Linked DNA regions of Mus musculus: regions 1, 2 and 4 are each linked to region 3. A link is a contact called in public HiChIP or PLAC-seq and promoter capture Hi-C data. All regions are on one chromosome and are shown on one strand. Each heading gives the region's core, a stretch centred on a gene start, on an enhancer-like site or on the middle of the called end of the contact. The rest is flanking DNA. Distances are from core to core; before and after follow the strand shown. Region 1 holds the start of B4galt1 (UDP-Gal:betaGlcNAc beta 1,4- galactosyltransferase, polypeptide 1). Region 2 holds the start of Bag1 (BCL2-associated athanogene 1). Region 3 holds the start of Ubap1 (ubiquitin-associated protein 1). Region 4 holds the start of Nfx1 (nuclear transcription factor, X-box binding 1).

Evidence for each region. HiChIP or PLAC-seq counts read pairs in DNA pulled down with a chosen protein or histone mark. Capture Hi-C pulls out chosen DNA fragments and counts their contacts.
Region 1: a contact with region 3 is called in a FOXA1 HiChIP or PLAC-seq map of pancreatic cancer cells. The contact joins the promoter of B4galt1 here to the promoter of Ubap1 in region 3. A contact is called at or near these places in 4 of 39 promoter capture datasets (cranial neural crest, embryonic stem cells, frontonasal cranial neural crest and 1 more) and 2 of 115 datasets of contacts at active chromatin or transcription factors (embryonic stem cells and pancreatic cancer cells).
Region 2: a contact with region 3 is called in an H3K4me3 HiChIP or PLAC-seq map of bone marrow-derived macrophages, with 5 times the contacts expected there. The contact joins the promoter of Bag1 here to the promoter of Ubap1 in region 3. A contact is called at or near these places in 3 of 39 promoter capture datasets (cranial neural crest, frontonasal cranial neural crest and maxillary cranial neural crest), 3 of 484 Hi-C or Micro-C datasets (CD4 T cells, CD8 T cells and regulatory T cells) and 6 of 115 datasets of contacts at active chromatin or transcription factors (the 230-238 cell line, bone marrow-derived macrophages, effector CD8 T cells and 3 more).
Region 4: a promoter capture Hi-C map of adipose tissue shows a contact between it and region 3. The contact joins the promoter of Nfx1 here to the promoter of Ubap1 in region 3. A contact is called at or near these places in 1 of 39 promoter capture datasets (neural stem cells), 4 of 484 Hi-C or Micro-C datasets (CD8 T cells, embryonic stem cells, muscle stem cells and 1 more), 1 of 115 datasets of contacts at active chromatin or transcription factors (thymic regulatory T cells) and 2 of 9 other capture datasets (adipose tissue and liver).

Annotation. Positions count from the first base shown.
Region 1 is chr4:40,850,607-40,856,976 of GRCm38.p6, forward strand. It overlaps B4galt1 (UDP-Gal:betaGlcNAc beta 1,4- galactosyltransferase, polypeptide 1), which reads right to left and starts at 3,378. Exons shown (of 6, transcript NM_022305.5): 1 at 2,785-3,378. The coding sequence starts at 3,199.
Region 2 is chr4:40,946,732-40,952,808 of GRCm38.p6, forward strand. It overlaps Bag1 (BCL2-associated athanogene 1), which reads right to left and starts at 1,563. Exons shown (of 7, transcript NM_001171739.1): 1 at 991-1,563. The coding sequence starts at 1,063. It overlaps Chmp5 (charged multivesicular body protein 5), which reads left to right and starts at 1,822. Exons shown (of 8, transcript NM_029814.1): 1 at 1,822-1,945; 2 at 2,723-2,827; 3 at 3,783-3,829; 4 at 5,637-5,730. The coding sequence starts at 1,877.
Region 3 is chr4:41,345,849-41,352,561 of GRCm38.p6, forward strand. It overlaps Ubap1 (ubiquitin-associated protein 1), which reads left to right and starts at 3,148. Exons shown (of 7, transcript NM_023305.3): 1 at 3,148-3,383. Gm26084 (a small nuclear RNA gene) reads right to left here and starts at 103; the gene lies at 1-103.
Region 4 is chr4:40,968,653-40,974,804 of GRCm38.p6, forward strand. It overlaps Nfx1 (nuclear transcription factor, X-box binding 1), which reads left to right and starts at 2,291. Exons shown (of 24, transcript NM_023739.3): 1 at 2,291-2,407. The coding sequence starts at 2,383. It overlaps Gm52692 (a long non-coding RNA gene), which reads right to left and starts at 1,507. Exons shown (of 2, transcript XR_003955193.1): 1 at 950-1,507.

The DNA of each region.
Region 1 (6,370 bases), core at 2,128-4,627, 500 kb before region 3:
GTCCCCCTTTCCACTAACACCACACCCAAAATGCCTGTGCCACAGCCAGTCAAATTTTGTCAAGCTGTGCCAAATATGAGCAGATAAAACCTTCTGGAAAAAGATAAACATTCCGGGAAAGAACCACAAGGCCATGCCTCCTCTCAGCCCGGGCAAACATTCAGAGGGCCAGAAAGGCCGGCTCACTGCTACAGCCAGTAGAGTACACAGTGACAGTTACCTGGAGGCCTGTCACAGGGCTAAAGAAAATGCCTGAAGTAACTAGAGTTCTCTGGGCAAATAGAAGACTTATCAGGCACGGCCAGCTAACCCCTGTAGCCCACAGTGGAGTAAGGAAGGATGGGACAGACAGACAGACAGAGGCTCACACTAGCCCTACAGATGAGAGGAGTGCCCACCATCACTAGGACTGCAAACAATACAGTTTGCCCCGGTTACACATATATTGCCTAAGCACAATTCCAACCTCAGTCTATCTAAAGTCCATTCAAATATTCTGACAAACCCAAAAGCAGATCTAACAGCAACCTATCAGCAGCCGGGTCTGGTCCCTTACCACCTCAAAGTCACCAGCTATCAACTGAAAAAGATCCAAGCATCTGGCTTAGACTGCTGGACACCAGAAAGCAGAGGAAAGTTGGGGAAAGGAACTGTGAGTAGTAAAAAGGCCACCGTGCTAACCCCCTAGGGGTGCTTTCTCCCACCAACCTCAAAACCACGGTCAAGGGCTTTGGCTGACACCTGCCCAGTGGAACAGATGGGCTTGACACTACACACACACACACACACACACACACACACACACACACACACAGAGTCCCAAATACACTTAAAAGTTTTCTTAAGATTCCTTCTGACCAAGAACCGCCCCCCAAAAGCTGCACCTAAGCATTCAAATCTAAGGGCTCAAATTAATAAAAACAAAACAAAACCTAACCTCCTACCCTTGTTTCTGCGATTGTGGTCTCAGCAGAAACCTAGACATCAGTCCCATGCAAGTCACATGAAGGTAGCCAGGCCAGAAGAGGCCTAGGCCTCTGGACTCCACAGTCTAAAGTGATCTCTCTCAGTAAGGTCCTTTTGAGCTGTCTATTTCAGGATGAATTGAGCAACCCACATTACCAAACCAAACTGAACAGAACTATAGTTACCACAGTCCCTCATATTTCAGCAGGAAGAACCTATACTCTGAACAACTATAAACCTGGTTTTCTCTTTGAGATAGGATCTGATGTTTGCTCAGTTTTATAATCAAGGCTTTGGGCAGGCCAGACAAGCCTTCCACCATCTGAGCTATGTCCATGGCTCTGGGGTACTTAACTAATTAATTTGTCTTTTTTCTGCATGATGCTCAGGCAACAACCAAAAATAAAAGCAAAAGGCCCAGACATTCTGTGGTCTGAGGACTCGGTCACTTCCTCCTCTTCTATGTTGTTCAGCGAGCCATCTCCGTGGAAGTCTAAGAAATCGCCACTTCACATCCTCAAACTGTATTGTTGATTACTTGCTGAGTGCCTGCCTACTCTATATACAATCTCAATTAGTCCTAAAAATAGCCCTGTGAGGTAAGCACAGACAAGTCCACTTTATACAACAGGAAGAAACACTATAACATGCTTGAAGTCAGACTAATGTTCTACTTCACTTTCCATAGAACTATTCCTGTTTCCCAAATTAACAACCAAGTCCAAAGTAATTCGATTACTCATGTTTGGCCAATTCCAAGAGGTTCCTCCCAAACTTGATGTGAAAACATTGAAGTAATTATTGGAGACATTGAGCAACAGGCTATAGGAAGGCCTGCTCTGCCAAGGCTTTCCCAGAATGAGACAGAGCTATTAGCACGCTGCCTGCCTGTCTGTCTGTGGGGAGATGGGATTCACTCTGCGAAACATTCTCTAAAACCTGGCACTACCTGTGATCTCCAGTCAAAGTTCTACCCTGGCCAGTCGCCTAGTACTGGGAACACAAACTCATATACTTGCCCCCCTGCCTGGTATCAGCTGGGCAAGTATTTCCAGGAAAGTGCAGCCCCATTGACCGGGTTAATTTTAGCCCTCCAGTCAGTCCCCTGAGTACACAGGCCCTCTGCCCCTGGAGAGGGCCCTGCTCAGTTTGGTTAAGAGGAAGCATCAGGAGGAGGAACTTGGGGTGGGAGACAGAAGGCCCCTTGGTTCAGCACCTACAAACAGGAGGAAATCCCACAATTGTAGCAACTTTCTAAGAGTTCATCCTCATTCTTTAAACTCTTAGTTACAATGTTTCATTTACTTCTTCAAAACAACTCCAAAATACGTGTGGTTTATTATCTCCATTTACCAGAAAGAAACCTTAAAGAGAAAGTTAAGTGGCTTGTTCTAAGGCGGAGTGGAGGGTGGTGGGGAGGGGAGGTGGTTTTCTCACTGTCGGTCTTGTCCTCAGAAGGTTGAAGGTTGCCGGTGTTGCTACTATAGGTAGGGAAGGTTGCAGAGCAGCCTTTTCAGTCTACTCTAAACTGACCCCAACTTCAAACTTCCTGAGTCCTGGGCCAGAACAAGGGTGTCTCCAGGGCCTTGTCTGGTGCTGGGGTAAGAGCCTGGGGGTTTCCCAACAGGGCCCCTGCCTCTTGAGACACCAGCCAACCTCTCTTTGGGTCATCCCAAAGAGGATTAAGCCCTTCTTGGGGATTATGCACTCTGATCAAAACCTGGTGGCTGGCAGTCCTGAAAGAGATCTTAGGATAATATCCCTGGAACCCTACTGAGGAAATCCGAGGAGTCCACGTCCTCAGATCCTGGGTCTTACCGAGCAGCGGGGACTCCTCAGGGCAAGCTGGCAGCGACAACAGTCCAGTGGTGGTGGGCACTGGCAACGAAGACAAGTTGCTCTTCAAGCCGGGGCCAGAAGCTGCACCAGGGCTGGAGTCGAGACCCGGGCGAGGCTTCGGGGAGACGCCTAAAGGAGGCGGCGGCCGCGCACCCCGCGGCCGCTGCTCTCCTGGGGGCTGCTTGCTGGCTGCGGCGCCGTTCGTGCCGCCCTGCAGTGTAGAGGAGACTCCGACCAACTGGGGCAGGCGGCTCAGATCGCGGCCAGAGAGGTAATAGACGAGGGTGACGCCGAGGTGCAGCGCGCAGACGGCCACGAGCAGGCGGCAGGCCCGCTGCAGGGTCGCGCCCGGCATCGCGGCGCTGCCGCCCAGGAACTGCTCACGAAACCTCATCTTCCCGCCGCGGCTTTAAGAGGGGGTGGGCTACGGCTGAGAGGACGGCCCGCCCGCAGGCCGCCCGCCAGGCGCTACCCGACCACAGCGATCGAAGGAGGGGCCGGGGGGAGGGGGCTAGGACCTAGCGCAGCACCGGCCGCCTGCGGCGGAAAGCCGACACCCCTGGCCGCGGGACTTTGGAGAGATCAGCGGGAACCACAAGCGCGGATGAGCAGGGGGCGTGGTCTCGACCTAGGGCGGGGCCTCAACCGGGTTTCGGAAGGCTGTTCGCGGAACCTGGGGGGGCGGAGTCTAAGGGGTGGGGCCGCAAAGCGGGTCTTTTTCGAGAGGGGCGGGGCATGAGGGACAAGGCTCGGAGAGGGGACTGAGGGGCGGAACCTTCAGCCGGGTTTTTCTGGCAGCTAAGGGAGGGCGGAGCTTGGGGGGCAGGCACTAAGGGGCGGGCCCTCGGGAGGTTGGGTTGCAGGGCGTCGCGACACTTGGGGACTAAACGTGGCGCTCCGCCAGCCCCACCGCAGCCTTGGGTTGAGCGGGCATCCCATACCCAGCGGCGCTCAGCTTTTCTTCCTAGCGTTCACCGTGGAGCTTAAGTCTCTCTAAACCAGCTTCTTGTTCAACGAGCTGCTCACCACTTCCTGACGTACCCAGTGACTCGGGTATGGGCCTGGGACAGCAGCTAGTGAGGACAAGAGGACAGGCGGTAGCCTTGGGATAGTGAGAAAATGGAGTGGAGAAAGGTCGTCTAGGAAACCGGCTTCGACGTCCCGCGAGGCCAGCGGACGGATTCTCTGGGGCGTTCCAAAGATCCACTTACCCTAGCTGGGTCCGCCTGCCTGTGAGGGGGCTAAAGTGGAGGAGCTGCTTATTGAGTCCTGCTAGGGAAGTGACCATCTTGCTCTACTCTTACTCCCACATAAGTGTTTGCAGGATTGGGAAACCTCAGGAACCTGCCCAACTTGGTTCTAGGTGCAACATGGCCTCTAGTGCATGCCACATGGAGATGACACATGCTTGTTGGGATGAGACTGGCAGAAAACTGCATTAATTCCTAAGCCTGCGTACAGAACAGCCCGTTGTACACAGCGCTGGAACACAGTCCCCATTTAACAGAATACTGGAATCTAGGCGCGGTCGTGAACACCTGTAATCCCAGACTCTGGTTGCGGAGACAGGAAGAGCCAGAGTTTGGAGCCAGCCCAGACTATGTAGTAAACAAAGATTTCAGTGCCTTGGAGTGAATAAGAATGAATGGCCTGTAAAATCTCACAGCTGATAAGCTGTGGAACTCAGGGCTCCTAAAAACTTTGTCACTGCGCGTTCCTTTACCTAACCTTGTTGATCTGAAAGTGGAAGCTGGAAGATTTAAGCACTTGAAGTCTTGACCCCGAGGCCTCAGACCCATTTATCCTTGAATGTGATGAGAACCTTAAGATGGGGAATGCTAATTCTAGCTACTCCTATGTTTGGAGAGTTTGTTGTTAACCAATATATGCCATGTAATAGGGGTTGTTAACTGTCTCCGATTCATCGATGAGAAAGCAGGCTGAGTGACATTTGGTTGCAATCATAGAAAGTATTTAAAAAAAAAAAAACCACTTGGGAGGCAGGTGCATTTCTGAGTTCGAGGCCAGCCTGTTCTACAGAGTGAGTTCCAGGACAGCCAGGGCTACACAGAAAAAAAACCTGTCTCGAAAAACAAAAGCAAAAACAAACCAAAAAAAAAAAAAAAAAAAGAAAGAAAGAAAAGAAAGTATACTGCTCATCAGGTGACTTCCTGACCGACCCTCTCTGGCCCCTCGCCTCCCTTGGTGAGGTCCTGAGGCTGTGGTCCCTGCGGCTCTTTTATGTCTATGTTCCTTAGGTGTGGTTCTATTATCTATAAGCTGATAACACAAAACTTTGTGGATCCAACCCACATCTCTTCCCTAACCCTCCACCTTCCAGTATCATCTCAGCCAAATGAGTCCCGCACACAGTAATCTAACCCCTCCATCCCACTCCCGTCCTCATCCCCCTCAGAAAGAGGCGTTATTGTTCTTCCAGTTCCCCAACACCAAAACCTGTTCTGGAAAAGACCCATTTGGACTACCCCATAACTCCTGAAAAATCTGCACAACCTACTTGTGGTTTGGTTTGGTTTGGTTTGGTTTGGTTTGGTTTGGTCTGAGATTAGGGTCTCTCTGCATAGCCCAGGGTGGTCTTAAACTTGGCATCTTCCTGCCTCAACCTCACAAATCTGACACTATAAGTAGGCCTCCATTATCATGACCAGGAATATCTGTGAGCATCCCTCTGCCTGCCTGCCTCTTTCTTTCTTTCTTTCTTTCTTTCTTTCTTTCTTTCTTTCTTTCTTTCTTCCTTCCTTCCTTCCTTCCTTCCTTCCTTTCTTTCTTTCTTTCTTTCTTTCTTCCTTCCTCTTCCTCTTCCTCCTCCTCCTCCTTCTTCTTTTCTTTCTTTTCAACAGGAGCTCACCCTAATAGCCTAGGTTAGCCTAACTGGCCTTGAACTCTCAACCTTCTACCTCAGCCTCCCAAGGGCATGGATTGTAGGTATGAGTCGCCACACCTAGATCCCAGAAATGGTTATCTCAGTATATGAAAAGAAAAAGGAAACCTTTATTGCTAAGTCATTGTAGAGGACAAAGTCAAGAATTATCTTCTGAGAGTTGGTCAGGGTAAAGAACAAACTCCACCATCCTATGCTAGCAGGGAAATTTTGCTTGGGAGTGAGCTATGCTGAGGCATGAGCTCCACATCTGAAAAATGAGCAGAGGAAAATGGAGACAAAGCTTTCTAGCTACAGATGATGGCCAGGAGACAGGAGAAGAGTGCTAGGGCCACAGATATATCCCACAACCCTTTCGGCCTGAAATAGGGGCGGGGGCGGGGGGGGGGAATAACACCTGCTGATTGTCTGTTGATTGGGATGACAAAGAACCCATCAAGGACTAAGCCTTTTTTATGCCTGCCAGTTTACATTGCTGTCACACCCCAGTAGATGAGGAGAACAGAGGACAGTACCTGGCACACAGCAGGCAGTTATTTCACAGGTCTATAACTCCCAACTCCCAAGCAGCTTGACAGCAGTTCTCCACCTCGGCTGGCAGTTCTGATTCCCGTAGTAATAACCCGGCACTAGCACAGTTGCAAATTTCAAAACACCTTCACA
Region 2 (6,077 bases), core at 313-2,812, 400 kb before region 3:
ACCTTCAACTGCTGACTCAGAATTTGACCTTGCATCCAGCTTTGCATCAAAGCCCACACTTTTCTATCACAAGTTGCCTGCCTCATGTGTGGCATGGCTGTCCTATTGTCTCTATGGCATTGGTCTTGTTTTCCCTGATGTCACCAGCAAGGGACTGTTTTCCTCCAAGTCTTTCATACTGGGTACACCTATGTACACCATAGTTAATGGTTAGTTAGCAAAGACAAACAAACGAAACCAATCCAACAACAGAGAGGTTTTTTCTTTTGTTTTAAAACAGGTACTCAATCTTTTCTAAGTAAGTGGAGTTCAAATCCACCTTTAGATTGCGCTCCCAACCAGTCAAGAGTCAGAAGGAGTCCTAGTTCCTATTTGTGCCTCACAGATCAGACATCAAGAGGCCTTTGGGGGGGTGGGGGTGGGGATTCATCTCAAAGTTTCATAAAACTGCTGGATATAGAGCCATGGTTTAGGTAGCAAAGTTTGTTGTTAGTCTTTCCTAACTGATTCTAAGGAAATGTCATGGCTTCAGCTTTCTCGTGTACTTCCCAAGGTTTTTAGTTCTGTGTTGATGTAACCAGATGTCCAGAAAGTAACTCTTGGACTCACGGCCCATTGAACCTGCGGTTCTATGACATCCAACAAAAACACTACTCAGTAAATAAGGAACAGCGGGATCACGCACCAAGTTCGTACTCTTTACACTGGTGGATGTCCAGAACCACGGAAGTTCTACACACAAGAAGGCCTAATATAAGCCTGACACAAAGACCCACGATTACTAGCGTTACACACTCAACTTTGCTTCCAAATAGAGGATCCAATAAGTGTCCAGGGACCGGCCACAGGGAAAGATGTCCTGACACCAGCCCTAAGCAAAAACATCCCCAAATATATATAGCCAAGAACCCATGTTTCTTTCTCCCAAGACTACATGTGGCCAAACCCACATATCCCAACCCGATCTACGGAACCCTCCTTGGCGCTCACTGTGGGTGACGATCACGCTGAGTCTGGGTGTTTCCATTTCCTCCGTCTGGACCATCTCCTCGGTCTTGGCCATGTTGTCGGTCTGGGTCACCTCTTCTGCCACAGTTACTTCCTCGGTTTGGGTCGCCTCCTCGATCTTGGTCACCTCCTCTACCTGGGTCCCGGTCACGTTCTTGCTACGGGTCACTTTCTTACTTCTAGTCAACTCCCTGCTGCTGCTCCCTACCTTCTCGCTCTGAGAAGAGCGGGGCCGGACTTTCTTCTTCACCCGCGGCTTGCAGGCGCCGGCGGCGGCGCCCCTGGTGGATCGGTCATGCCCGCTGGCTGCACTGCGCACAGAGGAACGCTGAGAGGGAGGCAAGCCCCGCTCGGCCCGGGACTCCGACTGGCGCGGCTCCCGGGCAGGCCGAGGGGCGCGCAGCCTGGGTCCCAGCGGCTCCCGGTCGCCTCGCGGTCGCCGCGCGGCGCTGCGACCCGCCAGGCCGCGTTTGTTCACAGCGCAGCGGTGGCTACCGGGCGCGCAGCCTTGCAACCCCGCCCCACTACTCACCAGTTCCGCCCCATCTACTCGCCACGCCCTCGGAACTGACCCTGCTTCAGGCCCCGCCCTATCCGCCCAGCCGCGTCTAAGCCCCACCCACTCCGCCAAGGCACCGCCCTATCCCTCCTCATAAGCCCCTCCTTCAGAAGTCTTTCCACCTCTCCCAGAGCTCCGCGCTCCTTCTCCGGAAGGAGGAGCTGAAAACACGGAAAAGGGATCGGGAGACTCGGGCGAGCACTCTGCGCCTGCGCATGGGGTGGGGGAAGCCGGAAATTGACACCAGAGCGACTACGCTTCCGTTTCTGGTTTTCCTCCAGTGTTTGGGTTTCCTCGCAGCCGGCCAAGATGAACCGATTCTTCGGAAAAGCGAAACCCAAGGCTCCGCCACCTAGCTTGACGGACTGCATTGGGACGGTGGGCATTTGACTTTGCATACCTCTGACACTCCGACCCGTCCATCCCGAATTCGTACTCCACCCCATTCCTGGTTCGGGCCCATTAAACCTGAGTCTTCTTCATCCCCACCCCTTTCATCCCTGTTTTCCAGGTCATTCCTGACCCCAGAGACCAGACAGTCTAATCTCATCATTCTTTCGCCCTTACTGCACTTAGCTCTTTCCGATGCCCACTGTGCCCCACCCCTTCTTCCTCGCTTTGGTTCCCACATTCCAACCTACGTACCCTATGTCACTACACCCCACTTTGTCTAACCTGGCCTTTTAAAAACCCTTTTTCACTCTTCTCCCCTTACCCATGTCAGGGTTAACATATCTGTACCTTAGTCCTGGGTCTGAGTAGCATAGAATTCTGAATCTTGGCCCTTCCAGATTAAACCTGATCTCGGAAATGGTTTTAGATCTCATCTTAGCCTGTGTTGATTGGTTCATTCCACGCACGTTCATGCAGAGTCCCAAACTGACTATTCTCCTACTTGGGAAATCTCAGCCAGCGGAGAGAATCCCAAATCGTTTTCCTCAAGAGAGGGCTGCTATATCAGAATCTAGGAGGTGGGAGAGAGTTTATGAAAGCCCTCCAATGGTTCGGGCTGGAATTCCCCACCCTTAAGAAAAACCCTATTTTCTGCCCTTTGCTATATTGTTCCTTTTTTCTTTTGCATATCCCTCTCTTTCTGCCCCTTTCCATGTAAACATATTACAATAATTACCACTGCATGTGATGTTTTCTTCCAAGGTGGATAGCAGGGCAGAATCCATTGACAAAAAGATTTCCCGGCTGGATGCTGAACTAGTGAAATATAAGGATCAAATCAAGAAGATGAGAGAGGGTCCTGCTAAGGTAAGGCTGGTGACAACTGTTGTAGGAAGTACTGTGAAGGGACTGACTGGTGAAGGATACAAGAAAAATACACGAAATCTGGTAAAGAGAAGCTACTTGTGAGGACCTGTTCTTCAGGGAACAGAAGCTACAGCCATATACAAGAGGGAGGCTGGGTTTTAATGTGGTAGGTAGAAGATGCTGATGACATGTAATGGGAATTGGCATGCTCTGCTGAGAAGGTCTGACTCTGAAGAGGAGAGCTGGTTGTGCTCAGAATCCGGGTGTTGTCTGGCTACTCAGGTTAGACTAGATATGGCGTGTAAGATCAGTGTTCTGATACTAACACTACTTAATAGGCTATGGGTGTATAGGTATCTTTTTTTTTCATAACTTTATAACTTTTTAACAGTATGAACCAGGATATCACTCAGCTTCAATTTTCTCATCTGTTAAATGAAGATAATATATACTAATGTGTGAGGATTAAATAACAAGTCACCTACATGGCATTATATCTAGAATATCGTAGTAGTTGATGAATTTGCGTGAAGAACCAACAGAGGGATCAAAGGTTGATGTAGAGGTTCCCAGATTCTGAAAGCGGGAGGCTGGTGGGCTGTTGTAAATGGCTTCTAACATGAGGACATGATAGCGGATGAACGTGTTGTATTTAAATGGAAAGCAACTGGATATACACAGTGCGCTCTGTTGGGGCTGGAAGTGGAAGTACAATGCCTAGGGAGAGGAAGAGGAATTGAAGATACAGAGCATGGGTTGCAAAGGGCGCTAAGATGTACCAGCTGGGCATTAGAATTATCTGTGCTCGAAGCTTGAAGAGGAAGAGTAGAGTCAAGGAGCCTCCACATCTGCCATCTTGCAGAAGAAACATGTAGGTGCAGGAGTGTGAGCATAGGGGAGACTTCTTGTGCCATCTGCGTTCCCTTCTTTTAATTAAGTCTGTTTTTCTCCTCAGAACATGGTCAAACAGAAAGCCCTGAGAGTTTTAAAGCAAAAGCGGATGTAAGTCATATGCTTCATCTCCCTCCTAAGAAATCAGAAAGTGAAGAGGCCTTCCATTCCTTCCGGCTTTCATTTCTTCTCAGTAGTCTTGATTTCATTACAAATGTGCAAAAGCTTCCAATGTTCCGAGTTACTACCTAAGCTTCAGCAGCCACGTGGGATCACTTTGGCTGGCAAGGTCGAGATGGTTTGGGTCTCCTGTGGTTGAGTTAGGATGAGTGTTTCGGTTTTGTTTGTAAAGTTAGGAGTGCTAAATATTCATTCTCTCTCACCAGAATAAATGTGAAGGTTCACAATTTATTTTCAATTACTATGTCCCAGTGTTTGTGCGAAACCCCAGTTTATCTGTGGTGCTCACCCATGTGGTCTGCTCAGCCTATGAGATCATCCATGGAGTTGTAGACTCGAGGCATAATCAGCTTGTAGGAAACCAGGAAAAGTGTGATGGCTTTGTTTCAATTTTAAAATGACTTTGTAACAGTCAGATGCTGTCTTCCATTTTTAAAAAATACATTAAAATCACATTGGAAAAAAAAACCTAATAATACCTAGAATGGCCAGCATGTATTACAACTGTTGCCTTCTTGGTGGCAATTGGTTTTAAAGTATTTTGGTTTTCTTGTGGAAGGAATTTGGCTTTGATGGCCTGGACCTGTTATCCTAGCATTTGGGAGGTAGAGGACCCGGAACCTATGAGCATTGACTACATAGAGAAATCAAGACTAGCCTTGGCTACATAAGACCCTGTCTCAAATAAATAAATAAACCAAGCAGGGTGGCACACAACCTGTAGACCTAGCACTTGGTATATGGAGGCAAGAACATCAGGGGTTCAAAGCTACCCTGGGCTAGTAAATTCTAGAGTAACTTGGGCTACATGAATCCCTGCCTCAAAAATAAATAAATAAATGGAATGTAGATTTATTGCAGAAACTTGGAACATATATCAAACAGAGGTAAAGAAAATTTATCTAGATTCTTAGGAAACTGAAATTATGTGTCTTTTATATAAGCTGTCGTCTTGCCCCTTCTTGTTTCTGCTTTTAGAGACAAGGTTCTCTGTGTACTCCACGCTGGCCTCAAGCTCTAGTCCCCTGGCTCAGTCCCCCAGTTGCTAGGATTATAACCTTGTGCCACGATGCCTAACTGAATAGAATCATTTGCCGATTTCCTGGATCATGAATTACCTATTTTTCTTCTGCTAATTAGATGACTTCTGTGGTATATAACGATCGTGGTGACATAAATCTTTGATATTATATAACTCGGTAGAAAACATTATTTTAAAGAGTATTTCAAGTATCAGACATTATATTAAGTCTGATGGATAGCCTAAATTATGAATATAATTTTGAGTCTGAAAAACATTTAGCTATACATATGAAGAATCTTAAAAAATAGTCTTAGCCTTTGCCCCAAGAGTTCCACCTCTGAGAATTCATCTTGGGAAATAACTAGAAAAATATAAATAAGATGAAATGAGATGGAGAGTAAGGCCAGGAGTGGAGACACCCACATTGCCAGCATTTGGAAGCTGAAGCAGGAAAATCACTATAAGTTTGAGGCTGGCCTAGACTACAAATCCTTTCTCAAAAAATAGAAAAAAGAGCAAATACTATGTTGTTAAGTGGGACTAGTTAAAACTTAAATATACCCAAGGGAAAAAGACTTTGGAGGGATTTTTGTAAGAGTGGGTAGTTTTAAAATGATTTGTGGTTGGGTTTGTTTGCTATTTAGCATTAAGGCTGTTTTCTCCTAAGGATTTCTATCTGGTTCACATTTCTGATTTTTACTTGACCCCAAAAAGGTATGAGCAACAGCGAGACAACCTGGCCCAACAGTCCTTTAACATGGAGCAAGCTAATTACACCATCCAGTCACTAAAGGACACCAAGACCACGGTATGCCCCATACTCCTTTTCCCATTTTAACTTGTTGTTCTTGTTTTTGTTTTTCAAGACAGGGTTTCTCTGTGTAGCCCTGGTTATCCTGGAACTCACTCTGTGAGCCAGGCTAGCTTCGAACTCACAGAGATCCTCCTGCCTCTGCCTTCTGAGTGCTGGGATTAAAGGTGTGTGCCATCATCTCCAGCTTCATTTTCATTTTTCATCTCATACACTTTGCTATGGTTTAGTATACATGACATTCTGTGATTGGGTATTTTGCATGCATGTGTACATAGTTACAGATGGTTGTGAGCATGTGGATGCTGGGAATCAAACCTAGGGTCTTCTGCAAGAGCGACAGA
Region 3 (6,713 bases), core at 1,898-4,397:
AATTATTGGAAAGAGTGCTTTATGAATATGCCTGACATCCTTGCCCAAGAACCATGCTAATTTCTGTATCATTCCAATTTCAGTATATGTCCCGCCAAAGTATGTGCATCATGCATCTTTTTTTTAAAGATTTATTATTATTAGTTTTTAATTATGTGCATGTTTGTGTGTAATAGTATCTTTTACTCACCTGATGTAATTGTTGTCTCAGAGGCTTACTGTCTCTGTCTGCCTCTGGACAATCTAATCTAGACCTGGAATGTTTTTAGCCTCTGAGACTTACTGCTGAGCAAGCTCACCCTTTCTAGTTCTTTCCAAACTCTGGCTGGCTGATTCTGGCTCAAACTCCTCTCCAAGCTGTCTGATTTTCAGTCTGGCTTCTCATTTCCCTGCTTGGCCTCACATGAACTTTGGCAGAATGTTCTAATCTTCTGGTGCCTTGCTCTTCTCTGGCTCATTCTGTCTTCACCTGTGACTGGCTTATTCTCCCTTCATCCTGTCCCCGAAAAGCTCTCCGGATAAAACTGCCCCTCTCTCCTTCTTCCCTCTCTCTCTGCACTTCCTCTTATGTAGTTCTCTTTCCTCTCTCTTCTTATGAGAGATGAATGAATCCTATTTGATTAGATCTTCCTCTGATTTGTCCCTTTGTCTGCCACTCATTTAGACTTCACTTTCAAACATGGCTGCTTCCTTCCATAAACAAACTTTACCTTCATTGCTTGGGATTTCTGTACTAAGGGTGTGTCTGTATTCCAGCCAGTTGGATTAAAGGTGCTAAGGCCTGAGTCACACCAGAACCAGAACCAGTTCCCCTCTGGGTACTGAGAAGTGAACCTGGGTTCTCTGCAAGAGAACTTCCTTAACCAGGGAACCATCTCTCCAGCCCTTGTTTACTTCTTTGTAAAGGCAGGGTCTCACTCTATAGCCCAGGCAGGCTGGCCTGGAACTCACAATCTTCTAGCTTCAACTTGACTTTTTTTCTTTCTTTCTTTTGTGGCCTTGGCTGGCCCTGAGCTCATTGTGTGGATCAGGCTGGCCTCAACCTCACAGAGGTCCACCTGCTTCTGTCTCCCAAGTGCTGAGGTTAAAGACATTGTCTTGGTTCTCTTGTGTCTTGGTTCAACTTTCTGAGTGCTTTTGCACCCATGCATCATCTGTATCCCAGTACTAGGAGTATTTGATCTACAAAAAGTTCTGTATTTATTGAGTGAGTTAAAGTCTATGTGTTTAAGAGCACCAATATATTACATATGTGCATCTTACCTCGTTTCTGATTCCCAAGCTAATATTCTCTCCACACCTGTCTAGAAAGTTATTGTTTAATTAATTAGTTTTTGTTGTTGTTGTTGTTGTTGTTTTTGTTCTTGTTTCTCTGTGTAGCCCTGGCTGTCCTGGAACTCACTCTGTAGACCAGGCTGGCCTCGAACTCAGAAATCCACCTGCCTCTGCCTCCCAAGTGATGTGAATAAAGGCATGTGCCACCACTGCCTGACTAATTAATTAGTTATTTTGCCAGCATTTTAAGGCCAGTTTGGCCAGTTGAACTTATGTCTTTTGGCCAAACATGGGCTCTATCACTGAGTTGTACTATCAGCCCTATTTTATTTATTTTTATGGAAGGAGTAGTGTTTCATGTAGCTCAGGCTGGTTTTGATGTCTCAGTATGCAGCTGAGAATAACTGGAGCCTCCTGTCTTAGCCTCTCAAATGCTGGGATTATAGATATTTGTTCTTCTCTTGTGCTCCAGGAAATTGCAGTTTCTCTTAATAAGAGATTGGTAAGAGCCTAGTTTAAACCAGATACAGTGCTGTAACTCTTGATCCCAGCACTCTGGAGGCAGAGATGGGCCGATCTCTGTGAGTTCCAGGACAGCCAGTATTAAATATTGCAAGTTTAGGACCAGTCTAGATTACACAAGACCCTGCTTCAAACAAGAGAGTCAAACACACACACACACACACACACACACACACACACACACAGACGGAGAGACAGACAATCACACAGACTCCCACAGGCATGCATGTGTGCGTGTACGTGAGAGACAGACAGAGAGAGAGAGAGAGAGAGAGAGAGAGAGAGAGAGAGAGCTGGAAAATCTGACCATTTCCTTTCTGTATTGCATGTTGTAGTGAAGTCTCTCCTGAAGCTGCCCAAGTTCACTCCTACTCCCTAACGTTCACTGCTTTCACTTTAGTGTAGAGGTTCCCCCCCCCCCCCCCCCCCCGTGTGAGCCACCCACTTATTATGGCCACTTTCATTCTCCAGAGTTCTGCTTTGCTCACTGGCCTTTCCACAGATCTGTTAACTAAATACAGATAACCAAAAATTGACAGTTTGCTGTTCCTTGCTCACCGTGACCCCCTCCCCACAATGTTGCACCCAGAGTTAGAGCCTCCTCATTTTTCAAAGCTCAAATACCATCTTGTCTGCTACATAAAATCTGGAGACAAAACAGGCTGGAAAAGTAGACAGGGCAGTGCATTGTGTTTTCTCCAAAGCACTTTATGTCAGCTAAGGATGCTTGTCTAGGAGGCCCTGGGTTTGATCTCTAAGCACTTTCCATACCAGTAATACTCTTTGAGTTTTACTAGAGTCAACTCTCTCTGATCTTATTTCTTCCATTGATCATGAAATTTTAGAGAAAAATATTAATTTAATCAAATTATAAATTCTCCATGAGCCTATATCCAATACACAGAAAGCAGTGAAGGCTTGGATTGTGTTTCGACTTTGAATGCACTGGATATTAAAATTGAAGAGACATTTATAGTTACTGTTTAACCAATTTATTTATAAACTTGGGTCTAGGATATATGAGACCTGTTCTGAAAAACAACAAAACCTCAAAATAAATGGAGAAAGTGAGACCAAAGAGTATGAGACTGGTCTACGAGTCTGAGAGGGTTTCTAATTTCCAAAGAGGATTCGCGGCTAAGGCTTTGGGCGTGTCCTCGCCTTGGCCGCGCCTCTTATCCCGAGTCTTACCCTCTCAGTGACCCCTCCTTTCTTCTTCCCCTTAGGGTCCGCAGGGATCCTTCAGTAAGGAAGCTCCCGGTTGCAGGAACCCTTCAGCTCTGGAAGAGGGATTTAGTTACGTCACTGTCGGCTCCTCCCATTGGTCGGGGCGGGTGGGGTGCGGCGCCATGATGTCAGACGCCTAAAGGGGCGGAGCGTCGAGGGGAAGGAGGAGGGAAGTAGGCCTTCAACATGGCGGCTGTGGTACTGGTGGTGGCTACGGTGACGGTCTGGCTCGGGGCGGGTAGAGTTGGAAGAGGTGGTGTTTGCTCTCCCTAGGGGCAGCGGGAGCCCAGCGGAGACTGAGCCCGGGAGGCCGGGCGGCGCCAGCACCTTTCAGCTTTCGGGACAGCAGCGGCATTCAGGTGAGGGGGCCTGTCTCTGGGGGAGGGGGAGAGGGGCGGAGTTGGGGGAAGGGGCCGGTACGGGGCGACCGGGAGGAGGGAAGATGGGGACCGGGCGCCCAGGAGCCTGGAGGGATGAAAGGATCTGGAGTAAAGGAGCGGGAGGGAGGAAGAGCCGGACGACGACCGACGACTCGGGGCGGATTCTGGGCGAAGGGTCAGAGTGACGGGACCGGAGTTGAAGGGGCGGAGGGCGGACGGGATGCGGGCAAATGAGTTCGGATTAAGGGGACTAATTCGCTCAGAAGACAGGCTCAGTGGAAATCTCGAGCTTGAGGGAAAGATTTCTCTCAGTGGGAGCTAGAGCCGGTCCAGGAGAGGAACCCCGATTTAGTAAAGAAGGTAGCGCGCTGGGGAGTTGAGGGTGAGCTTGGGATGTGAGGATTTAGTTATCTGAGCGAGAGATGAGGGAGAGAAATCAGACCAGGGGGTGACTGCTTTGGGGGATATCTTTGGCATTGTGTGGTCTTCTCTAACTGTCTCATCACTGTGGTCTTCTCTAGATTTTTCTTCCTTTTTTAATTTTCTGGGCGATTACCTGGACTATACCCCTGGGTCTCAGAAACAACCCCGTGTCTTTCTTTTGAGGCTAAGCATTTCTCTTGACCAGCGATCCCTCACCTTTGTGTTGTTGCCTCGTGTTTTTTGAGTTGAGACTTAGAAATATAATTATTTAAAACAATTTTGTATTGAACTGGAGTGAGATTTTGATACTTTTTAGACAGACATCATAGAGTGTTGTAAACTCAAATTCTGTTCACATTTTCATGGATAAAGTGTTTTGTCTTCTCAGTTGTAATTGTTAGTATTTGGGAATTTGAATAAACATGGTGTGTGTTACCTGAATTTTTTTTTTTTAATTTGATGGTATAACAAGGCATTTCGTTTTCATTGATAAATAGGTCTTCTAGGGGCGAGGAGAGAAGGTTAAACAATTCAGAGCACTCATTCTTGCAGAGGACCCAACCAAGTTCAACTCTCAGTTCCCACATGATATCTCACAGTCATCCATAACTCCAGTGCCACCTTTTGATGCTCCTCTGCTAATAGGCAGGGATGTGGTATATATACATACATCATGCAGGCAAAACACTCAGATATATGAAATAAATCTAAAAGCGTTTCTTTTTCTTTTTTTGGTCAGTAAGCTCAGCCCCCCCCTTTTTTTTTTTTGTAAATTTGGAGACAGGTTTCTCTGTGTAGCTCTGGCAATCCTGGAGTTTGTTTTGTAGACTACGCTGGCTTTGAACTCTCAGAGAACTACCTGCCTGCCTCTGCCTCCCAAGTGCTGGGACAAAAGGAATGTACTACCCACTGGCTTATAAAAATTGCTCTTTCTAGTTAATATCCATGCTTAGTTAAACTGAACGTTTCTGTATTAATGCAAAGAACACAAAAGTAAGAAAAGAATTACCTAACATTTTAAGTGAAATTTTGTAAGTTTTTGTCTCTAGTTCATTCTATTCTGTAACTTATTGAAAGCCTACTGTGTCTTTCAGTTACTGAGACTTAATTATGGGAGCAGGAGAATTAGTGTTTTTCTAGTAAATGTCCTTGCCGCTGCCTAGGAGATAACTAACCTGCTCATTGTGGAAAAAGTATTAATTTATAAAAGTTAAAGTATCTGAATATAAAACTTCCTCAAATTTTACTTTAAACTTTTCTTTGTATTTAAAACTCTACTTTATCATGATGTTTTATGTGTTTTTGCTTCCTTTTTTCCTTTAGTTTTATTTTTTTAGTTAATTTACTTACATGTGTACGAGTGTCTTGCCTGCATGTCTGTGCATAGAAGAGGGTGTCCCGGAACCTAACATAGTTGTAAGCTGATGTGTGGGTGCTAGGACTTGAACTTGGGTCCTTGGAAGAGGAGATAGTACTCTCAAACTTTGAGCTATCTCTCCAGCACCTCCCCTCCCCTCCCCTCCCCTCCCTTTACCTGCTGAGCCAATAGTAACACTGATAGTAGGCCTTTCTTTTTCTTTGGTTTTAATTATATGTAGATGTGTGTGTCTGAGGTGCATGTACACATGAATTCAGTGCCTGAAGTCTGATAGTCTTACTTTTTATTGTTTGTTTTGGTTTTTGTTTCTAGGGTTTCTCTGTATAGCCCTGGCTGTCCTGGAACTCACTCTGTAGACCAGGCTGGCCTTGAACTAAGAAATCTGCCTGCCTCTGCTTCCTGAGTGCTGGGATCAAAGGCGTGCGCCACCATGCCCGGCTAGTCTTCCCTTTTTTTTTTTTTTTTTTTGCTGAGATTTGAACTCAGGACCTTCGGAAGAGCAGTCAATGCTCTTAACCGCTGAGCCATCTCTCCAGCCCCCTAGTCTTCCTTTTTAAAGATGTAGTTTGATTTTATATTTATGGGTCTTTTACCTGTATATAGGTCTGTGTATCATAGTCATGCCTGGTACCTATAGAAGCCAGAAGAGGACATCAGATCTTCTGGAACAGACAGTTGTTAGCCTCCCAAATGGGTGCTAGGAATTGAGCCTGGGTCTCCTAGAAAGGCAGCCAGTGTGTATTTGTTTTTTTTGTTTTTTTTTTTGTTTTTTCGAGACAGGGTTTCTCTGTATAGCCCTGGCTGTCCTGGAACTCACTTGGTAGACCAGGCTGGGCTCGAACTCAGAAATCTGCCTGCTTCTGCCTCCCGAGTGCTGGGATTAAAGGCATGCGCCACCACGCCTGGCTGTTTTTTTTTTTTTTTAAGATTTATTCATTTTTATTTTATGTGCATTGATGTGCCTGCATGTACGTCTGTGAAGCTGCCACACCTCCTGGCATTGAAGCTACAGACATACAGATAGGTATGTGCTGCCATGTGGGTGATGGGAATTAAACCCAGGTTCTCTGGAGAAGCTGCCAGTTCCTTAAACTGTCGAGCCATCTGCCCAGCTCCAGAACAGCTAGTGTTTCGACTGACATTAGTCCAGGGTCCTGGTAATTTTAAGAAACATGTTTCTCTATTTCTGTATTAAATGCTTTTTTTTTTTTTTTTGAAGCAGGGGTTTCTCTGTGTAGCCCTGGCTGTCCCTGGAACATTGTCTGGCTCCAAATACTTACTTAAAACATATAAAAGCTTTTATTGATGGTTTGTTTTGAGACAAGGTCTGACTGATTATGTATTCAAGGCTGGCCTTAATTTTTTTTTTAAAGATTTATTTGTTATATGTAAGTACACTGCAGCTGTCTTCAGATACACCAGAAAAAGGCATCAGATCTCATTATAGATGGTTGTGAGCCACCTTATGGTTGCTGGGATTTGAACTCAGGACCTTTGGAAGAGCAGTC
Region 4 (6,152 bases), core at 1,041-3,540, 380 kb before region 3:
CCAAGCCCAGTTTCCTTCTCAGTTTCTAGTGGCCTAGGTATATCTCATGTAATCTTTGGAATGAAAGACCTGCTGTTTACACGCATAATTTCACTTCTTGGATTTATTTATCATCTTTCTGGTGTATATATATATATACGTGTGTGTGTGTGTGTGTGTGTGTGTGTGTGTGTGTGTGTGTTTGTGTGAGAGAGACTTAAAAATCACTAACAGCTCCGTAAAATCAAATTGCCTGTAATTCAAGCTCCAGGGGACCCAGTGCCCTCTTTTGGCCTCCAAGAACCCCTGGACACACATGTACATACATACACTCAGACAATCATGTTCAACATACACACACACAGAGAAATATTTTTTTTAAAAGTCCATAGCAAGAAAAACACAGCAACTCAACAGAAAAGAATAGACAACAGATATAAAATGAGAAGTCTAAAAGAAGAAATCCATAAGGCTATTAAGTAATGTTCAACCAGAAGGCTGACAAGGAGTCAGCAGGTAATAGCCCTTCCTGCTAGGCTGTTGACCTGAGTCAGATCCCTCAGACCCATAGGTAAAAGGAGAGAACCAACTTTCCCAAGTTGTGTGATGACCATGGAGGTGTCTGCTGCTGAGAACTAAGCCAGGGCTCTGTTCCATCAGGAACTTCTGGTCAGAGATAATGATCATTTGGGTTTTTAGGCTGGTTAACTTTGGCGTTAATGATAAATTGCTATCTTCATTTGACTTTGTTAAACATTATACATTGGCCTTTGCTGTGCTCCGAGGTTCTGGAGTACGATGTCATTTGAAAATAAGTAGTGTGTAGCCTACTAAATTCCAAAGATGCCAATTGACTCTGCAACTTGCCCACAAACGTCTGTTCTCTCCCCTCCACTCCCTCCTCTTGTCTCTCTCATCATCATCATCTCACTACTGCAGGTAGTACAAATACAACGGTTTCGTGTCTCACCTTTCTGAGGCCGATTTTCAAATATAATTCCTGAAGGATTCCTAAATGTGCTCGGTTAGGGGCAGGCTAAGCCACCCAGTCGAAGGCTTCTTAGTCTGTAGATATTAGAAAGAAGTGCAGAAGCCCTGTAACCAAAATGGTCACATCGTGGAGAATGTTTGAGACAGTGTTGTACTGTTGCTCTGGCTAGCCTGGAACTCACTATGTAGATCAGACTAGCCTCAGACTCACAGAGAACTACTGTCTCTGCTGCCAGAGTGCTGGAATTAAAGTCTAAGTCACCACACCTCACCTTGGAAGATTATATTTTACTATAAAAGAGGCTGAGACAGAGAAGATCCTACTGCAAGGCCCGTGCCAAGGTACAACCTTGAGAAATTACGTCATGCAAACAAGACCTGAAGTAAAAGTGGTTTATTGGGAGAAGAGGAGTGAGGGCCTAGGAAAGGAATAGAGGCAGACAAGTAGGCATGGAGCCAGTCAGACAGACAGGAGCAAAGCCATGGGGCAGAGAGAAGGGGACCGGACGCTGACAATAGACAGCTGCTGGGTGGCGGGGGGGGGGAGGGGGGGGACGCTTGGGGGCGTCTCTTTAGACGCAGCACACACCTATCACACACGGTGGAGGCAGGTCTAAGTGGTTGCTAGGGTCCTGGGGGCAGGCCAGCAGAATGCCTGAATACCAACAGGGGCTACATCAGGACACCCTTTCCCCACTCTCCCCCCCCCTCCAAAAAAAAAAAAAACACAGTAACTTCAAACTGTCTACCTCAGTTGGTGTTCATTTGTATTTGTTACTTGCCTACCGGTTTGTGGCTCATTTGCTATTAGTCCTTTAGATACTGTGTTTCGTTTTACACAGACAGGGATAGGTAGCCCAGGACCTGGAACTCACTACATCCCACTCCCATCCCACCCCCGATCCAGCCTCCCAGGTCCTGAAGTCGTGGGCTACCTAACCCTTGGCAGGTAACCTTTTATTGTTTTGCAGTCTTTTCCTCCACAATGCCCTTTGATTACTACAGCGCCCCCCCCCCCCTCGTCGCCTGCGTGAGCCGCTCCAGGCCGCCTCTTAGCTGAAGGTCATTTGAAGCCGGGCGGATGGCAGGACTTGACAAAAAGGCGTAGCAGCTGGAGAACCCAGCAGCTCTCGAAAAGCAATTACGCAAGTTGGGGGCAGTAGATCCTGCGGTCCGGGTGGGTCTCCTCCAGCCACTCGTGTCCCCCCCGCAAACCCCGCTTGCACCCGGGCCGGCGCATTTGTCTGACGTCCCAAATGCGCCATTTCACTGTGTGCTCAGGTAGCACCACCCCCTTGGCTGTCCCCGGGCGCGTAGGAGCGACTAGTCTCTCGGCGCCGGAAATCCGGGACACGTGACCAGGTGACAGCCTTCGCTCGGTGGCGGGGCTCGCTTGAGGTGCTGCGGCACGGGATGGCGGAGGCGCCTCCGGTCTCAGGTACTGTCCCGTTTCCCGCGCGGGACCCCTAGGGTCTAGCAGTCTAGTCCGAAGGGTGCGGGCCATTGCGGTGGCAAGTGGGGTGCGTGCTGCGCGGGGACAGTGGCTCGCGAGGGCCAAGCCACGCGCGCTGCACGTACGGAACCCTCCTCCATCTTCCACGGGATGGGGAGGCTCGGCCCCTGGGTTTCCGAGGAGAGCGGGCGGGTCCCGGCGCCAAGGGAGCGGACGTGGGCCTCTGGCGCCCCCCGCGGGGCTCCTTCCGGCCTTCCCGAGGCCGCGCGGAGCAGAGTCCGGCGGGCGGGCGGGCGGGCGGACGGCCGGCCGGCCGGGCGTAGGCGACTCTCCGTAGCGGGCCCTGGAGGCCAGCGAGTTTGCGCGCTGTGCTAGGGGTGTGTTCTTTACCTCTCGGAGTGGCGGGTTCCGCGCGCGCGGGCCAGCCAGCCAGCGGGCCCAGTCCTGAGGGGGTGTGAAATCCCATATTGAGGTGCGTGACGTGATCCAGTCTCAGTTACCTCATCTGTCAGCCTGGAGTAGTAAGCTAATTCCCAGACCCTCCCTGTTCTCTCCCTGATTGTTGGCTCACTCTCCCTCCTGGAGCTACCCCTGTGGTAGAGACAGCCTCATTTGACTGTTCGTATAAGCTATTTCCATTTTCTTCAAGGTGTATTGGTCAATCCGGGCTTTCAAATTTTGTGGACAGCAAAAAAAAAAAAAAAAAAAAAAAAAAAAAAAAGGAACGTTTTGCATGGGGTATTAGTACACATTTACCTAAATGTAAATGTGAACCGAGAAGCTGGGGCGCTAGTTCAAGTGTTTAAGAACAGTAGCTCCTCAACAGAGCAGTCACGTTCGCTTGCACAACCACCTGGAAAGCTGTGCGATCTGACGCCCTCTTCTGGCCACGGAGGGCATCAGCAAACACGTGGCATATATCCCGTCCCTGTCCCCCCAAAGCACCCTTGCTAAAACAGGAACACAAGATTAAAAGAAAAGTTTTTTTGTTTTTAAAGTAAACCAAATGTTTCAGTGCTATCAGACATGGTAGCGCACATCTTTAATCCCAGCCCTCGGGAGGGCGAAACAGGAGGATCTTTCGAGTTGGAGTCCAGCCTGGTTTACATAGTTGCAGACCATCCAGGGTTACATAGTGAGATCCTGTCTGGGAAGATGGGGTTGGAGGCCGAGAAGCAGAGGTTTCTTTTACTCTCAACAACATACTCTTAACATTACTATTAAGAAGAAGACCACGATGACGACTTGTCACAACCCACTGTGTAGATTTGACATAATGGCCTGCTCTTCCTGAAAATCACAGCAATGTCCAACATTGGCTTGAATTACAATTGCACTTCTGACAGATTGATGGGCCACTATTAGGATGTGCCTGTACAGGTCATGTTCTTTTCCCTGTCTCAGTTTAAAGAGTGCAAGAACACATTGCATTGGTGTGCCCCAGTCTTGACTTGAATGTAAAAATCTTCTTGGAGAGTGGAGAACTTAGGCAGATACGTTGTCACTCCCCTCCAGGCCTTCACTGGCCCTCTAAACCGAATCTGTTCGTTTTCTCCTCCTCGCCCTGACTTATTTCCACACCCTTGGACATTTGAAGCAGAGCTGAGTGAGGGCTAGCTGTGACTCGGAGTTTTAGCCTCTGGGACTGCGCTCTAGGTTACCACCGACACGCCCCAAAGCATGTGCTGAGTCCCTGTGTTCAAGAAATCCCTGCCTCCTTGGTCTATAGTCTTTGTTCTTACTTTAACATCATTTCTAGCTCATCCACTTCCAAAAGTGGTTCTCAACCTTCCTAATGCTGCAGCCCTTTAATACAGTTCCTCAGGTTGTGGTGACCCCAACCATAAAATTGTTTTGTTGTTGCCTCATAACTAGTTTTGCTGCTGTTATGAATCATAATGTAAATATCTGTATTTTCCAGTGGTCTTATGTGACCCCTGTGAAAGGGTTGTTCTATGCTCCCAAAGACCTCACAACCCACAGGCTGTGATCCATTGCCCTAAGTAAGGTCTTTAAACTGATCCAGGATGAAAATTTCCCCCTTATTTTCAGGCTTTCTAGCGCCAACTGGTTGGATTACTCTCTCATTGCTGTGTTTTGTTGGGTATCTGGTACCCCTTACTTGTATTATAATGATACCTTGGCTAGAGGACATCTCACTAATGGAGGAACTACTACTTAAAATACTGAAATGTGTCTCACTTAGGCCATGGGACAGCTTCCTGATTTATGTGTCCCTTTCCTCAAATCTCTTTTAAAGATTTATTTATATTTAAGTACTTGTAGCTGTCTTCAGACACACCAGAAGAGGGCGTCAGATCTCATTATGGATGGTTTTGAGCCACCATGTGGTTGTGGGATTTGAACTCAGGACCTTCGGAAGAGCAGTCAGTGCTCTTAACCATTGAGCCATCTCTCTAGTCCCCTCCTCAAGTCTCTTTATAGATCTTTCTTTTTAAAAAAAAATTTTTTTTTTTTTACACTGTGCATTGTTATACCTGTGTGAGGGTATTGAATCCCATGGAACTGGAGTTAGAGCCATTTGTGAGCTGCCAAATGGGTGCTGGAAATTGACCGTGGCTTCCCTGGAAGGGCAGCCAGTGAGTTCAGCCATCTCTCCAGCCCTCTTGAAGGGTTTCCTGAGGGTTTTGGCTTAGGTCTAGTAAAAGCACAACTATGTATGGCTATTCAATATGAAACGCCCTTTATCAGGCTTTTGGGCAGCTTTACTGACCTTTATCTAGCCCCCTTCTCCATCCTTGCTTCAAGCAGGAGAGAACTGTACAGCACCTCTTGGCACCATTTTACCCATTCCCACTTGTAAGTTTATCTCATCTTCCCAGAATACCTCTGCCACTCTGAGTTTCTCTAATCCTCTTGCCATTTGTGAGGCTCTTCACCCCACCCTCAGAACACTGCCTGTGTGAAAGTGTTTGCCACAAAGCCTGGATTGAGTGTGAGGTTTCTCTATGGCCTTTGTGAACTCACCAGTTCTTCACTATGTTTCTATGGTACTGCTGCCTTGCCTCTGCCAGGGTGCAGTGTGAATATAAGCACCAAGTCACCAGTGCTGCATGCCATTCTACCATATCCTAAGGCAGAATTCGGAGTTGCCTTGGAGTGAGCACCTGTGGCCTTGGGCAAGCTACCCAGTTTTCTCATCAGCAGAGTGAAGGTTAAATGAGCTAATGAAGCTGGAGAGATAGATGCTCAGCTGCTAAGAGCACTGTCTGCTCTTCCAGAGAACTCAATTTTGGTTCTTAGCATCTACACCAGGTGACTCACACTTCCTGTAACAACAGTTCCAGGGGATCTGATACCTTCTCTTGCCTCAGGACACCTACACACACATGTGCTCACACCACAGAGATACCTAAATGTACATATTTAAAACAGAATAAACAGAATAAAGACGTTAACTCATGCAAAGTGCTTAGGAGAGTGTGTGGCCCATATTAAGTACCAGATCTTACTATTAAACTTGAAATCCACAGGTTTTGCAGTATACTCATTGGAGTCTGAGTTCAGATAGTCCATAGCTCTAAGAGCAGTAAGGCACCATTGTAACCACTGTAGGAGTGCTATTAACATGCTTTACTTAGGAGCCCTGGCAATTCTGATGTAGGGATTGTTCTCCATTACATATAAGAAAAAAAGGGGGGCTGGTGAGATGGCGCAGCAGTTAAGAGCACTGACTGCTCTTCTGAAGGTCCTGAGTTTAAATCCCAGC